Regions from separate parts of the Xenopus laevis genome. Here region 1 is linked to region 2. The links are chromatin contacts, called in public Hi-C maps. All regions are on one chromosome and are shown on one strand. Each heading gives the region's core, a stretch centred on a gene start, on an enhancer-like site or on the middle of the called end of the contact. The rest is flanking DNA. Distances are from core to core; before and after follow the strand shown.

Region 1 (7,123 bases), core at 3,921-6,420, 60 kb after region 2:
ACAACACACCAAACATGAGGAAAGTTGAGTACCTTGCCTCAGGTGGAACAATTTCTGTAGACCACATATTATAGCCTGGAAAAGAAAACAAAATGAACATTACATGGATTCCTACAGATCACTTTTTAAGAGCCGAGCTTCCAGTTTTAAATGCTAATATTTTGGTTGAAATTAAATCTTTTAAAGGGGTTGTTCACCTTTGAGTTACCTTTTAGTATGATGTAGAGAGTGATAGTCTGAACAATTTGCAATTGGTTTTCATTTTTTATTACTAAAGTTATTTAGCTTTTTATTCAGCAGCGCTCCAGCTTGCAATTTCAGCAAGCTGGTTGCTGGGGTCCAAATTACCCTAGCAACCATACATTGATTTGATAAGAGATTGGAATATGAATAGGAGAGGCCTGATAGAAAGATGAGTAATAAAATGTAGCAATAACAATAAATGTGTAGCCTTACAGAGCATTTGTTTTTCACATGGGGTCAGTGGTTGCCATTTGAAAGCTGGAAAGAATCAGAACAAGAAGGCAAATAATTAAAAGTTGACTAATTGAAAGGTTTCTTAGAACTGGCCATTCTATAACATACAAAAAGTTAACTGGGCCTAGGGCAGCACATTTTCTGGGGCATGCTGCCCAGCTACATCTATATTTCGGAGTTCCTACAGGACACCTGCAGTGGAGTTACTGGGGGAGTAAAGGACTGAAGCCAAACAGAACAGATGCGATATTAAAGTGCACGCACATTGGTAGTAGGGCTCAGGAGGCAGCCGGCCTAGGGGCTCCTTGTTCACAAATCCAGTACTGGTAATACTCAGGGCCCTCTTTTCCTTCTGCATTCGTCAGTATTTATATGTAATCTGTGTATTCCATGTACACACCATTCTATTATATTGAGTTACACAATATAATGCTGCTTTGTATATGCTAGTTAATAAAAATAATAATAATAATTAGGGAGGCATGATTAGTATTTCTCTGTGAGGCAAGATTCACTGACAAGTGTCCATCATAAATGTCACTTTTGGCAAACTTGGTAGCAACAAAGACAGCCCCAACTGCCACAATGACCAGCAAGATCTCTCTACTTTCTAGGGAGCACCATGGAGCGATCCTCTTCCTGCTTCTTCTTTCATGACTCAGGTGTGCATACACAGTACAGTGAAAAGCCAAACTTCAACAACAAAAAAGGCAGCCTTTTCACTCTACTGTGCATGCATCGACCCAGGGACATTAAAGAAAGAAGAAACGGGAAAAGGCTTTAGTTCTCCTTTAATTCACTAATCAGATTCAGCCTAAAAAGGTTTAGAAGGAAACAAGTAAGAGAAGGGAATGGACAGGATATAAAATTCTGTCATTTTATGAGAACAATGAGCAATCAGGAGCAAAGTTGGAAGTGAAGTCATGAAATCAAAGGCCATTGTGTCTCAGGACATACAACTAGTCAGCAGGCAGATGCTTAGGCGGCACTCATTATATGCCAGTGCACCCTGACCCACTCCGATTGCCCAACATAAGATCAAGCAAGGAGAATGTAACAGACAACATACTGCATTGTGCTGATATTTCTGCAGGTTACTGGTTGTCCTTCAAATACATACACATTAACTTCCTCTGGGGACAGGGTAAATATATACACACTTATACAGGTTACAGAACAAAATAATATGCATGGCTCCATCTGCTGAAAAGACACCGCATCCAGCCCTCAAGCAGAATTAACCCCTCCCGTTATATGTAAGTAAGAAAAACCCTTAGGGGCATATTTATCAAAAAGTAAAAATAAAGCTCACTAAAGCTTCCCAGAGAGACGCCTCACAGCTATTTATTTAACGTGTTCACTCTTCTTTTTAGGATAATTAACATGCGTATTTATGACTCAGTGAAAATAAAGTGGTCTGTTTTCAACCTTCCATAAATATGCCCCTTAAATCATTTACAAGTGATCACAGAGTTTGAGAGTTTAGTTCTGGTGAACTCTATTTTCATTCTGTGATAAATATTCCCCTTGAGATGTGATGAAAAGAAACCAAGGATCACACAGAAAGCCTTTAGGTAGTTGGGACACACAGTGTGCAATCTACAACAGCTGTAATGCTGCACATTTGACATCCCTAATTTAATATTTGCAGGACAGAGAAGAATGTATTAAAGTACGTAGAACAGGGTGTCATAGGGTAGAGTTAGAGCTTCACTGTATAATGAGCGTCTGGTATCTGGTCCTCTCTCCTCTTCCACATATGATAAGAATGGCGCTGTCTGTAATTGATAGAATAAAACAGCCCCCAGTTGAATTTCTTGAGAGTTAATAACTTCAGCATGGACCAGTCACTGCTCTCTTGGGGCCTATGCCAAATTATCTTCACAGCTGTCTTCTTATGCTGCATTCAAAATGTAGTTGTTTGTGCATCCAAAAATATATATGAAATGTAATTATCTATTTTTCCCAAGGAAAACATATGCATGTAATAAAGCATATGGGTGGGAGGGGTCAGCCACTTCCGTGTTTTCCCTTTGCCATTGTATTAAAGTACTTCATCTTACAGAAAATTAGAAGGCCACAGCTGGTGGTCCCAGGCCACCATTATTATTAGATGCATCAAAAAACAAGTTAATCAGAACAAGTTCACTATTGACTGTGACTTTACATACTGATCAAATGAACAAAGTTTGCTCAACCACATTTTATTCAAGATTTATTGGGCAACAACTCCCAGCATATACCAACATTTTATCAGTGTTTTGTGCATATTGGCAGCTGTAGTGCAGCAATATAAGTGTAAGTATACTTATAAAGCAACATTGCACATTTTTCCCCAGTCAGTGGGCCAATTAAAATGCAAAAGAATCCTCCAATAAGAATCCCACCTCTTGTTTAAACATGGCTCAGTGTCTTTTGTTAGTGCTGCTGAAGCTGAAAAATATACGATAATGCCGCAAGGGTCTGAAAATCAGCCTGCTGAAAAGGCCGAGAAGCAGCCCTTCTTGTGTTTCTTCAGTGAAATCCAGTGTGGCACCTGGCAGGGGCGGATTGCCCTGGGGCCAGTGCAAATCTGGCTGGAAACTGCTTTCAGGGGAGGGCTAGGGTTATCCACCTTTTGGCACCTCTAACTCCGGGCAGGGGGGCGGGGACATGACATAATGGGGGTGGGGTTGACATGCAGGGGGTGGGGCATGACATCAGGGGCAGGGCTATGACGTGGCAATTGGCTGATTGCCGTGTCAATCATAGGGAATCCTGCCCGGTTTTCCTAATTTGGAAAACTGGGCAGACAGTTTTGACGCGGACAGCCCTTCAAAAAATTGGGCTGTCCAGGTCAAAACCGGACAGGGGGCAACCCTAGGGGGCCCAGCTGCTCTGCCTGCACCCGGCACCGATAGTTACGATATTGGCACCCAGACTGACACAGTTTTTCCTGGTGTGGGCAGAACACAAGGCTAATTCCAAAGTAGGGGCTGATTCTCGTTGTGCATGTTTAGCAAGCAGATTTTCAGCCCTGTGTTGCATTAGCTTTAGACACAGTTTTTCTATCACAAAAGAACTAAAAAGCAATATGTCCTGCCTTCTAATGTGGTTATATTATGAAGCCAAATTGCCACAAGGATCCTTTTTACTGGACAATGCTATTACATCTGCGATGAATGTTCCAGGCAGCGGTATTGTCCTAAGTACATTTTCTTCCATCTGTAAATGTTGTTTTTGTCATCTAAGCCAGAGAACCAGGGAGCACAGTGGTATAGCTTTATGGGTGGTTCATGTCACCTTTACATAAAAGCTTAGTAAAACCGATAAAACTACAGAGTACAGCTAAACTACATTTACTATGTCTCAGACCTTATTTAAGTGTATTTTGTACCCAAATATGTACCCCACTATAATGACATGTCCATACCAATAGGCATAATTGTATATACTTCCTTAAACTTGCTTTTACAATGTACAACGTGTTTATTTAGGCTGCAGCTGTCTGGGATTGCAGGCTCTTACCAAAGCTATTATTACTATTACCCCTAAATAATTTACAGCTCTGGTTTGTTTAAATGCATTCCTTTTAATTTACAAATTGCCTCCTTTCAACTGTGCTAAGCATGAGATGTGCCAATATTTCTGCTGCAATTTATTTCCAAACCAATGTCAAAGTCACAGATTAAATAGTGTATAGGGGCTGAGCCCAATACTGATCCTGCTAAACTTTAGTCTAGTTGAGTTACATTTATAACTGTCACTCAGATAATGTGCTAAGCAGGTCTAATTCCTTTATGTAATGCTATGGAATAACCTGTTGGAACATCCAAACCAGCACACATCCACTGAAACAGCCCCCGCTGCTATTCTAGCACTCCTCATTCTATATTTCTTTATTTGATGAAACTCATAGGTCTGAGGATAGTTAGTAAGCAAAGAGAATCACTAGTACAATCCCAGAATGAGAGCCAGGCTGCTATACACAAACCATGCATAAATACAAGGAAACTGCAAATGGGAACATAACATTTCTATTTCAGAAGCTGATGATGGGTGAGACTGGCCAAACCCTGGAAAAAATGATGTGCCAAATTACGAATTTATACTTAGAGCTAGTGCGTTAAAATCACTGTATCCCTTTAATATAAGTTGTGGCGATGCTGCAGTTGCTGGAAGTCAGAAACGGAATGATTTTGTTAGAAAATCTGCCCCACTGACCTGATGCATATAGAAATCTACTGGGAGGAAAACGCCTGAAGCAAAGCAAAGCCTTTGAAGTCGCTTTCCATATAAAATTCCATCCCAGGCTCCAGGCACAGGAAAGCTATCCGGTTTCTTTAACAGATTTCAGACACAAAAACCTCCAGATTCCTGCATGTTCTTTATATTAAACACAACGTGCTCTCCAGAAACTGTTACTTATCAGGGACTGTATGACTTTTCCAGCTTAAATCTATTCACTTCAAATCAAAGTCATATCAAAGCCTGAGCTGTCCCTAGTCATAGAAAGATCCAAGCAAAATACCATATGTTGGGGCCCACATTTTAGGAAGGAACCTACATCCTTCAGCTCTTGGAGTTTTTGTGGGATGTAGTACAACAACAGCTGCTCCACATTGGACAGCCAGTGGAGATGTGGGGCCCCTAGGCTACATGCACAGGCCCCCCTTTCTAAGCTACTGCTGGGTCTGGATAAGCGCAGACGAGTACCCAAGCTCTCTACACCAGGTTAAGTTCAGCAAGTCCCAGTGACATCATTGGATCAGCCAACCTTTAGGCACATGCCTCGCCTGCCTTCTACTGCAAGCATGTGCACCCAACTGGACCCAGCAGTGCAAATACATATTTAAATAAAATAATTGGAAAAAAGCTAGATGGGCCCCTGATCACACTGGGCCCCTAGGCTATAGCCTCGGGGAGCCTGTGCATTAATCCACCCCTCTAAACAGCCCTGATACAAATTTTGTCTTACTATTCACACCAACTGCAGCTCAGCTCTTTCCAAGAAAAGATAAGAATCTGTGGGGTGTAATGGAGTTTCTATGTTTATTCCAACTAGGAAAAAACATAGATAGACATGCAAAGGACATATACAGTAGCATTTGATAGGTGTTTTAGATGTCCATTATATGGCCTTCTTGCTGTCTTTATACTTTATCCTACTGACAGCCAAATCACGTTATCTAAACTTCTCAATGAATTTGTCTGTAGTGTACTTGCTTTGGTGACTGTCCCTCAATATGCAATGCATGTACAGAGTACAATCAGATATGGTGACAAAACGTTGTAGCATAATAAAATGCCCAGAAGATGCAACCACAGAAGAGTTGGAACCATGACAATTAGAGCCAAATCCAAATTCCCCTACACAATCCGGTGACTTTGAGGGTATAAATTGGTACAGACTAGCTATGCAATGGATACCTATGGAGAAGCTAAAGGTATACTATTTATTGTGCCCATGTAATAATCAAAACAGTTGAAATAATGGAACAGCTATTCCACCGCCAACGTACCGTCTTCAAAATCATCTTCAAGATTTATATGGTGCCAGCAATTTACAGTCTTACCCTACAAACCAAACAAGGGTTGCAGAATAAAACAATTGCATGGTTACAGATTAGAGATGAGCCCAGATTATATTTTGGAAGAATTTAATAATTTAAATATATGGTATGGGATCCGAATTACAGAAACAGGTCTCCCATAGACTCCATTATAATCAAATAATCTAGATTTTTAAAAATGATTTCCTTTTTCTCTGTAATAATAAAAGAGTACCTTAAACTTGATCCAAACTAAGATAAAATTAATTCTTATTGGAAGCAAAGCCAGCCTATTGGGTTTATTTAATGCTTACATGATTTTCTAGTAGACTTAAGGTATGAAGATCCAAATTCCAGAAATATCCCATATCCAAGCATTCTGGATAACAAGTCCCATACCTGTACTGTATATGCTGGTGGAATAGCACAAATGGCACTGTAATGTGCCTTTGCTTTTTTGGATGCCTAAAGCTGATAAGCAGCATAAGCCAATTTACAGAACACGTACCATGTAGAAGATTCTGCTTGGGAAGAATTATTAAAAACTCAGCATTTCCTACTACTCAAAATAACCTACTTCCTGTAGCTTCAAAAAGCTTTGACTAATTGTTTTTGTCTTGTTTGCAGATGTCTCCTGCACTCGGGATCGACTTACATTCAGCTTCTGTAGGACCCTAAAGATACTGGGTCGGTGCTCCTTGCTCAGTGTCCAGGCTCAGTGTTGTCACACATGCCAGTCTTACATTCTGGGCTCTCGTGAGCTTAATAACCAACGTCTATCACGCAGGTGAGAATGACAACCCTGTCCAGTGTCTCAGGGACAAAGTCACTTGGAAGAAGGCCTCTGGACATGTGCTAATGCTATTAGGGTATCCTCACCACTACTGGAAAAAGAAGTCCAAGCGTCTTGTCCTGTGTCTCCTTGCTGTGGCTGCTCCTGCTCCTATTTCTTGAACCCTACATGAGACTGTGCTATAGGTTCATCAATTAGCCAGGACTTCTCAAAGAGGACAGACAAGATGAATGTATTAGTGGGGAAAGGGTAAACTATGCATTCTGCCCCATCGCTAGGAGACCTGTCCAAAATTGCATTGTTTAGCTTTAACATGTGGTGC
Region 2 (7,034 bases), core at 652-3,151:
AAGTGGATCTTTCCCAAATATTCCCACCAACGGCAGGGATATATCGGGGTAATCCGAACGTTCGGCCCTAGGGTTGCAACGAGGAGCAATGGGCTCCAACGGGTCGGTGGAAAAATTAAACGCCCAGTGTGGCTTTACCCTAAAGGACCGATATTGGCAGCTTTTGTTCCCCAGCACAGTCATGTCTGTTAATCAGCTGCCTTGTTTACATTGTATCAACAGTCTGAGCCACCAGGTCAGAGAATAGAAAGGGACAAACAAACGCTGCTTTTAACAGCATAACTTAAAAACCATAGATAATTTGTAATGAAGGTGTTCTTTTATAAGGCAAATATTTTCTTTGGGGTTGACTTGCCTTTTAATGACAGCTTTGGCTAACAGTCCTGAAATCCAAAGTAAAAGATCTAGGTAGAGAGATTCATGATAAGAAATGAGAAAACAGATGCTGTATGGCAGACACAGGGCAAAGGGACAACTAGAAAAGAGGGCCTGAGACAGATGCGAAGATTCAGGGAGATTTAGCCGCCTGGCGACTTATCGCGACTTCCCCGGGCGAGTAATCTCCCCGTAAAGCCTTCCCGCCAGCTAGAATCTAAATCGCCAATTGGGTGGCACTGGGAACGCTTCGTTTTTCAAAGTCATCTCACGAGGAAACTTCAGACAACTTCTGAAAACAAAGTGCTCTGAGTGCCATCCCGCCGGCTACTTACATTCTAGCTGGCGGGAAGGCATTGCAGGGAGATAAGTCGCCCGAAGAAGAAGCCACTATTCTCCCCGAATCTCCGCGTAAGTCCCTGCCCTTAGAGGACCATTCTGGAGTTACAGAAACCAGGTCCCTCACATTCAGAGGAACATTTAAGCCTGTGCTTCGTTATGTGACAGTAACGTCATACGGAAGTAGAGGAAAAAACCCACTGTAAGTCCATGGCCCTGCCCTTGCCCATTAGGAGCTATGGAGGCATCAGCAAGAATCTAGTTTGGGTCCTGGTCTTGTAGAGATGAGCTTGAAGGCCATTATTTGCCATTCCTGCAATGGACACAGCTCTGAATAAGGTTAATATAAACAACACAATCCTCATCAGAAAGAGGTCAAAGTAAAGACTATTTCTGCAGCTGTTTTATGTGCCAAGCCAATGATCCTGGCAGCACTTCCTATACAGCAACGCATCCCCAAGGGCACATGCTCCTGTCACACTCTCTCTCTCGACAGAAAAGGGGTAAAGAAGCATCTGAGCCGCTAGAAAAACGGGGTAACCAACCTGCGAGGGCCCATCTGAGCTACTGCCGCACTGAGGCCGAGAGCACAACAAAGATTTCCCGCTTGCTGCGCCTGCAGACAATGCCACGCCCCCTCCCCCACAAGGAAAAGGCGAGAGTGTACACGGAACAGCGACCCTACGCTTCCACTTCCCCCACCGAACTACATTTCCCAGCTTCCCCCATACAGCGGCGCCCAGCTCGGAGGACTGACCACTACCATTCACATTAACCCACTTTAGTACAATTAAAGGCGAGCGGCGTTCGCTCTGCGGATTTGTTGGACTGCAACTCTCAGCCGTCCGCAAGAGCCTTCATTGGAAGTTGCAGCTGAACAAATCACAGAGCCGCACATGGGATATCTTTGCGCCTGTCAATACGCCCATTAACTGCATTGCTCGGGCGCAGCCTTCTTCACTGCGGCGTTCATTTATGGCAAAGGGAGGATGAATAAAGACGTTAGACTAATGGCGCAGGCCACGTACCATGGCTTATGCTTACCCTCTTGGAACTTAGGCCTTGGGTCCTGCTTCGGCGCCATTTATAAACTCCGCGGCTCCCGGGAACGGATCCGCCGCATCTACTCACCGCGCGGACCCGCACGTCACCGCGCGCCTCACGCATGCGCGCAAGGATATCGCAAATGAAGGGAGCCACAGCGCACGCGCACTAGCTACTAAGCAGCCTATGGCAGACCGGGAAATGTAGTTCGGTGATAGTCTGACCAACAAAACGCGCTCCCTTGTCTTCCCAATATAACTGTTGCGAATATATTCATAACTGTCGCAGAATAAGTCTAGGCAGATAGACGCTGCATGCGTCAGGACAAAGCTGTATATAAATGCGATATGTTCTCGTTACCGTAGAACGAGTGCTAAGTTACATCCCAAAGTGTTTCGTTTCATACACTGCCGTAATAGGTCCAAGTATTAACAGCGTTTGGAAATAAATATACTAATCGTTTGGAAATATTTATGTCACCATTCCGAAAAGGAAAACAATGCGCCCAACGTGGGGCTCGAACCCACGACCCTGAGATTAAGAGTCTCATGCTCTACCGACTGAGCTAGCCGGGCGCTGTTGAGAAATTGTTTGCACGTTGGTTACTTAGAATTACTTTTGGAGCCAAATATTGTTAGTTCTTATTTCGATCGACTCTTTCCCCTCATAATACGTCTATTCCAACTGGGATTCAAAATTCAAGTACGTGGAAGCCCAAACAACCTCTCACCATCTCAATAACTAGTGGCATTTGTCATAATCGACAGATTTCCATTCCCTAATTGACACTAATAATTACTGTGCTCTACTGCAGGGCTGATATAAGCACACTGGGCACCATCACCACAGGGTCTGTTTATGGGCTTTCACTCTATAACTATAGTGATGTGTCCAGCTCATGGGCCCCACAGTACATTCTTTACAATTTACAAATTAGACAAATTTCATAAGCATATACTGAAACTACTAACCAGTCAATGTCCTACATGGCATTTTATACCTCCTGGGTGCCAGCAGCAGTGACAGGGTTTAGTAATATCAATGGATAACAATCGCCTTACGCGTTTCGCGAATGGATCCCTTAATCATAGGCTTACACAATCAGAAGTGCATGTGCGTTATATACAGAAAGGATAAGGCCGGGCCCTATTTCACTTAACAGTAAAAACACCATTTATTCGTTATATAAAACCATTTAGTGTTCTGTATAAAATTCTATAAAAATCAATAAAAACTGATATAGTTCTGCGGAACCTTGTTTGTGCCTTATCGCTTTAGTACTTATTATCTTGTCTTCTCACTTTTGACTATATATCTACTTATACTTCAATATCAATTTGTGACAGTGAATTACTTCTCTACAGTGGCTGCTAATTATCCAGTCTATACTATAGTTGAGTTTGTAACTGCACAACCTCCGCAACCTCCACAAGTAGAGTTGGCCATACACCATTGTGCTAATCAGGTGATGGGCCAAATCAGTTTATACCAATCCCTTGGTCCCTGGGCCAGCAATCACATCACATGGGGCTTGGCTTGTACAGACTTATGAATAGAAAACGCATCCATGACCAGATGTGGTGCATCAATAGGACAAGCGTGTGGAAGCGGCAGCCTGGTGACCCGAGGAAACTACACTGGACTAAGGTGAAAGCATCGGACGGTTCAGTTACGCAAAGGACTCAGAACAATAGATCGGAATGCCACATTTTAAAGCGATTTTATTGAAGGAATGCTTGTGAGTGCAATTTTGAATTATTTATTAACATTTTTATAATGCTTCCACACATGTTTTTTTACCCACTAAAGTTTTAAGAAGAATGAAAGCGGACTAAGACGCTCAAATTACATACGCCATTATCAACTTACTTCTTGTAAGTATAAACACCTGCCAGACACACTAGGATCTGAGTGTGGGCTTCTGTGCAACTATAGCTCTAAACATCACAGGTGTCAAAACTTGCATATATAAATAAGGACTATAGCTGAAAATACCTCTAGCACCACTTAAGTTAAAAACTTTTACACTGGTTAAATATTAACTCCTGATGGTGGTGCATGATTTTTTATTCACATGCGGTTATATTCGAACATAGCAAGTTCACTAAAAATATCATAATTTATTTTGAAATACTGTACTATATATATTTTATCTGTTTTATTCCCCTCAAAACCTTGTGGTTTTTGAGGAATACAGCAATCTCTTGTGGAAATTGTCAGATGTGGTCTTGCCCAACAGCATTTTTCAGACAGCCCGACTGATATCTGGCCAAGTCTGGGGAGGCAGCCATTCTGACCCTATGGATGGACCAATAAGCTGCTGATTTGGTCAGGAGTGGCATTATCAGCCTGTGTACAGGGTCAGACTGGTCTGCCAAATTATCAGAGGATCTCTTCTTGTGCCCCAGTCCTTGTGGGCCCCAGTCTAAAAACATTCAATTTAGACCTTTCTTATTTCCACCCTAAACCTGTATACTCTTTGAATTATTTAGCACTGTCCCCAGTTGACGTGAGAGTGGGTTGCTCTGGTGGGGCCGAGGGGACCCAGTCTAACACTTCTCTGTATGGCTAGCTTCTGAGAGCTGTGCCTGTTCCTGCAAACAAAATATATGTAAGTATCTGTTATTGCCCAATGCATTGATAACATTATCATAATGTTTTCATATATCTATAGCGGACCAACCCTTTTAGTGCCAAAGACTATGAAAATATACCACAGCTGCAAAGACAAATCATAGAACTGGAGCCATAGAATCTACATTTATGGATCTATATATGTGTTTGCTTACATGGCAAAGTATGGCATAGATGGAATAGCCCACCACTTGAATGGAAGGGATTAAAGGGGGGGTGTTCCTCTTCCAACATTTTTCTCAGTTCAGTTGTTTTCAGATAGTTCACCAGAAATAGACTTTTTTTCAATAACTTTCTATTTTTCTATTGTTTGGAAGGTGAACAACCCCTTTAAACTCCATCATTTGATGTCATATATTACCATTATTTAGGAAACATATTTTGCACAATTATACACTAGACCATCAAGTTTTTACCACTAGATGTCACTACTAATACATAGAGATTAGGTTGATGTCACCTAGAGATTAAGTAGTTGCTAGACACACAGGGTGGACACATTTAATTAGAAAACCCATGGGAAAGGATGTTAAAGGGGCTGTAACGACAATCAGTGCAAGGCATTGCCAGAAATGTTATCTTCCAGGCTGTATTTACCATATGCGCACTCAAGGACTTGTGCCTAGGATGGCAGTTTAAGGGGGTGGCCCTCAGGTGCCTATTTGGGGAAAAAATTAGAGGAAGGAGGTCCAGAAGCACCCCTGATGATTATTGTCAGTGAAAAGGTGGCCAGTAATACGTAAACTAAGGCATAACATTAGCTGGTAAAGGTGGCAGGAGGACCAGCAGCACCCTATCACTGGGATGTTGTCAGCATAAAGGTGGACAATAATAGGTAAACTCCAGGCTTAACATTAGCTGAAGCAACCCCTTAAATATGTATAGCCTTTACAAGAGGTTCCACAGAACCAGCAAACATTCACCTGTACTAAACTCGATCCAGAAGATCTTTGGAGAAGCCGCACACCACACAAACCCAAAGATTCTTATCCTGGTGCCCAGCGATAGAGGAATCGGCCACCTCACAACAAGGGTAAGAAGAATTTCACTGGCACACAGGAGTTGCGGTAGCAGGGCAAGCCCTTGCAATTTTATTATGCAGTTGTGCAACGTTTTCGGGGACAGGCCCCTTTGTCAACTTGATCCAACAGGGAACATTAAAGGGATACTGTCATGGGAAAAAAAAAAATTTCAAAATGGATCAGTTAATAGTGCTGCTCCAGCAGAATTCTGCACTGAAATCCATTTCTCAAAAGAGCAAACAGATTTTTATATATTCAATTTTGAAATCTGACATGGGGCTAGACATTTTGTCAATTACCCAGCTGCCCCATGTCATGTGACTTGTGCCTGCACTTCAGGAGAGAAATACTTTCTGGCAGGCTGCTGTTTTTCCTTCTCAATGTAACTGAATGTGTCTCAGTGGGACATGGGTTTTTACTATTGATTGTTGTTCTTAGATCTACCAGGCAGCTGTTATCTTGTGTTAGGGAGCTGTTATCTGGTTACCTTCCCATTGTTCTTTTGTTTGGCTGCTGGGGGGGAAAAGGGAGGGGGGGGAGATATCACTCCAACTTGCAGTACAGCAGTAAAGAGTGATTGAAATTTATCAGAGCACAAGTCACATGACTTGGGGCAGCTGGGAAATTGACAAAATGTCTAGCCCCATGTCAGATTTCAAAATTGAATATAAAAAAATCTGTTTGCTCTTTTGAGAAATGGATTTCAGAGCAGAATTCTGCTGGAGCAGCACTATTAACTGATTCATTTTGAAAAAATTTTTTTTTCCCATGACAGTATCCCTTTAAGGTTAAATGAGCCTTTAATAACTTTGAAGGGAAATAAATACTTAGTAGTGGGAAATGTAATCTGTTTCTAAACGGAGCAGAGTGAGTTAGTGCATAACAATTTTCCTTACCAAGGCACATATACCAAATGCCAGCTCTGACTGTCTCTGCCCCTCCTTCATTCCTTACATTCACACATTATCAGATTCTGTCGCCACTGAGATGTCACCAAAACCAATTCTTCATATGACAGCCTAGTGCTTACCTCTTCCAATGGGGTTCCCTAAAAAGAACGTGTCCCAGTCTCATATTACAAGCGAATGCAGGATCACAAAAGAAGCTGCCAGTTTATTCTTAACCAACAGGGGTAGCATAGACAATAAAAATGGACATAGAGATGTATTTAAATGTGTTCTGTCCAACAGTGAGTATTTTTGTAAGTACCTTCTGTTAAACGCTAGATCTGGTTACCCAAACCTTAAATCCTTCTCTGATCCCCAATGTCGATTAGCCCTTTTTTTTTTGCAAGGTACTGTCCAAATATGCTTATCAGGGGGTTTATCTTGTATATTATTTTCCTTTACATAGTCAGTAACTCTGAAAAGTTGCTCACCTTGGAAGAGGGATGCATTTACCACCACCATAGATACTTATAGAACATGCAATTTAACTTTCACTACCAGGTCTATAGAGAATTCCTTAACAAAAGCAAGCAACTTATATACCTGCGCACACACATACAATTCACATGTAACTCACACTTACAGTACATGCCTTGATGCAGCTCCAGAAGCTACAGACTGAAACTTTGGCAATTTATTTATAAAGAATATATAAAAAGCATGTGCTAAATTT

What was found. Hi-C and Micro-C count contacts between places; a contact is called where the count stands out from the background.
Region 1: a contact with region 2 is called in a Hi-C map of the XL177 cell line, with 4 times the contacts expected there. The contact joins the enhancer-like site here to the promoter of morf4l1.L in region 2. A contact is called at or near these places in 3 of 4 Hi-C or Micro-C datasets (the XL177 cell line, the XTC cell line and animal cap).

The regions. Positions count from the first base shown.
Region 1 is chr3L:124,836,986-124,844,108 of Xenopus_laevis_v10.1, forward strand. adamts7.L (A disintegrin and metalloproteinase with thrombospondin motifs 7) reads left to right here. Exons shown (of 22, transcript XM_041586924.1): 22 at 6,636-7,123. The coding sequence ends at 6,799. Among protein-coding and RNA genes, the nearest start is that of ciao2a.L, 27 kb to the right of the region's middle. Within about 2 kb of position 5,171, at least 1 of the 7 cell types and tissues checked has an H3K27ac peak or open chromatin away from gene starts, as enhancers often do.
Region 2 is chr3L:124,780,643-124,787,676 of Xenopus_laevis_v10.1, forward strand. It overlaps morf4l1.L (mortality factor 4-like protein 1), which reads right to left and starts at 1,902. Exons shown (of 12, transcript XM_041586922.1): 1 at 1,759-1,902. The coding sequence starts at 1,798. trnak-cuu (a tRNA gene) reads right to left here and starts at 2,333; the gene lies at 2,261-2,333.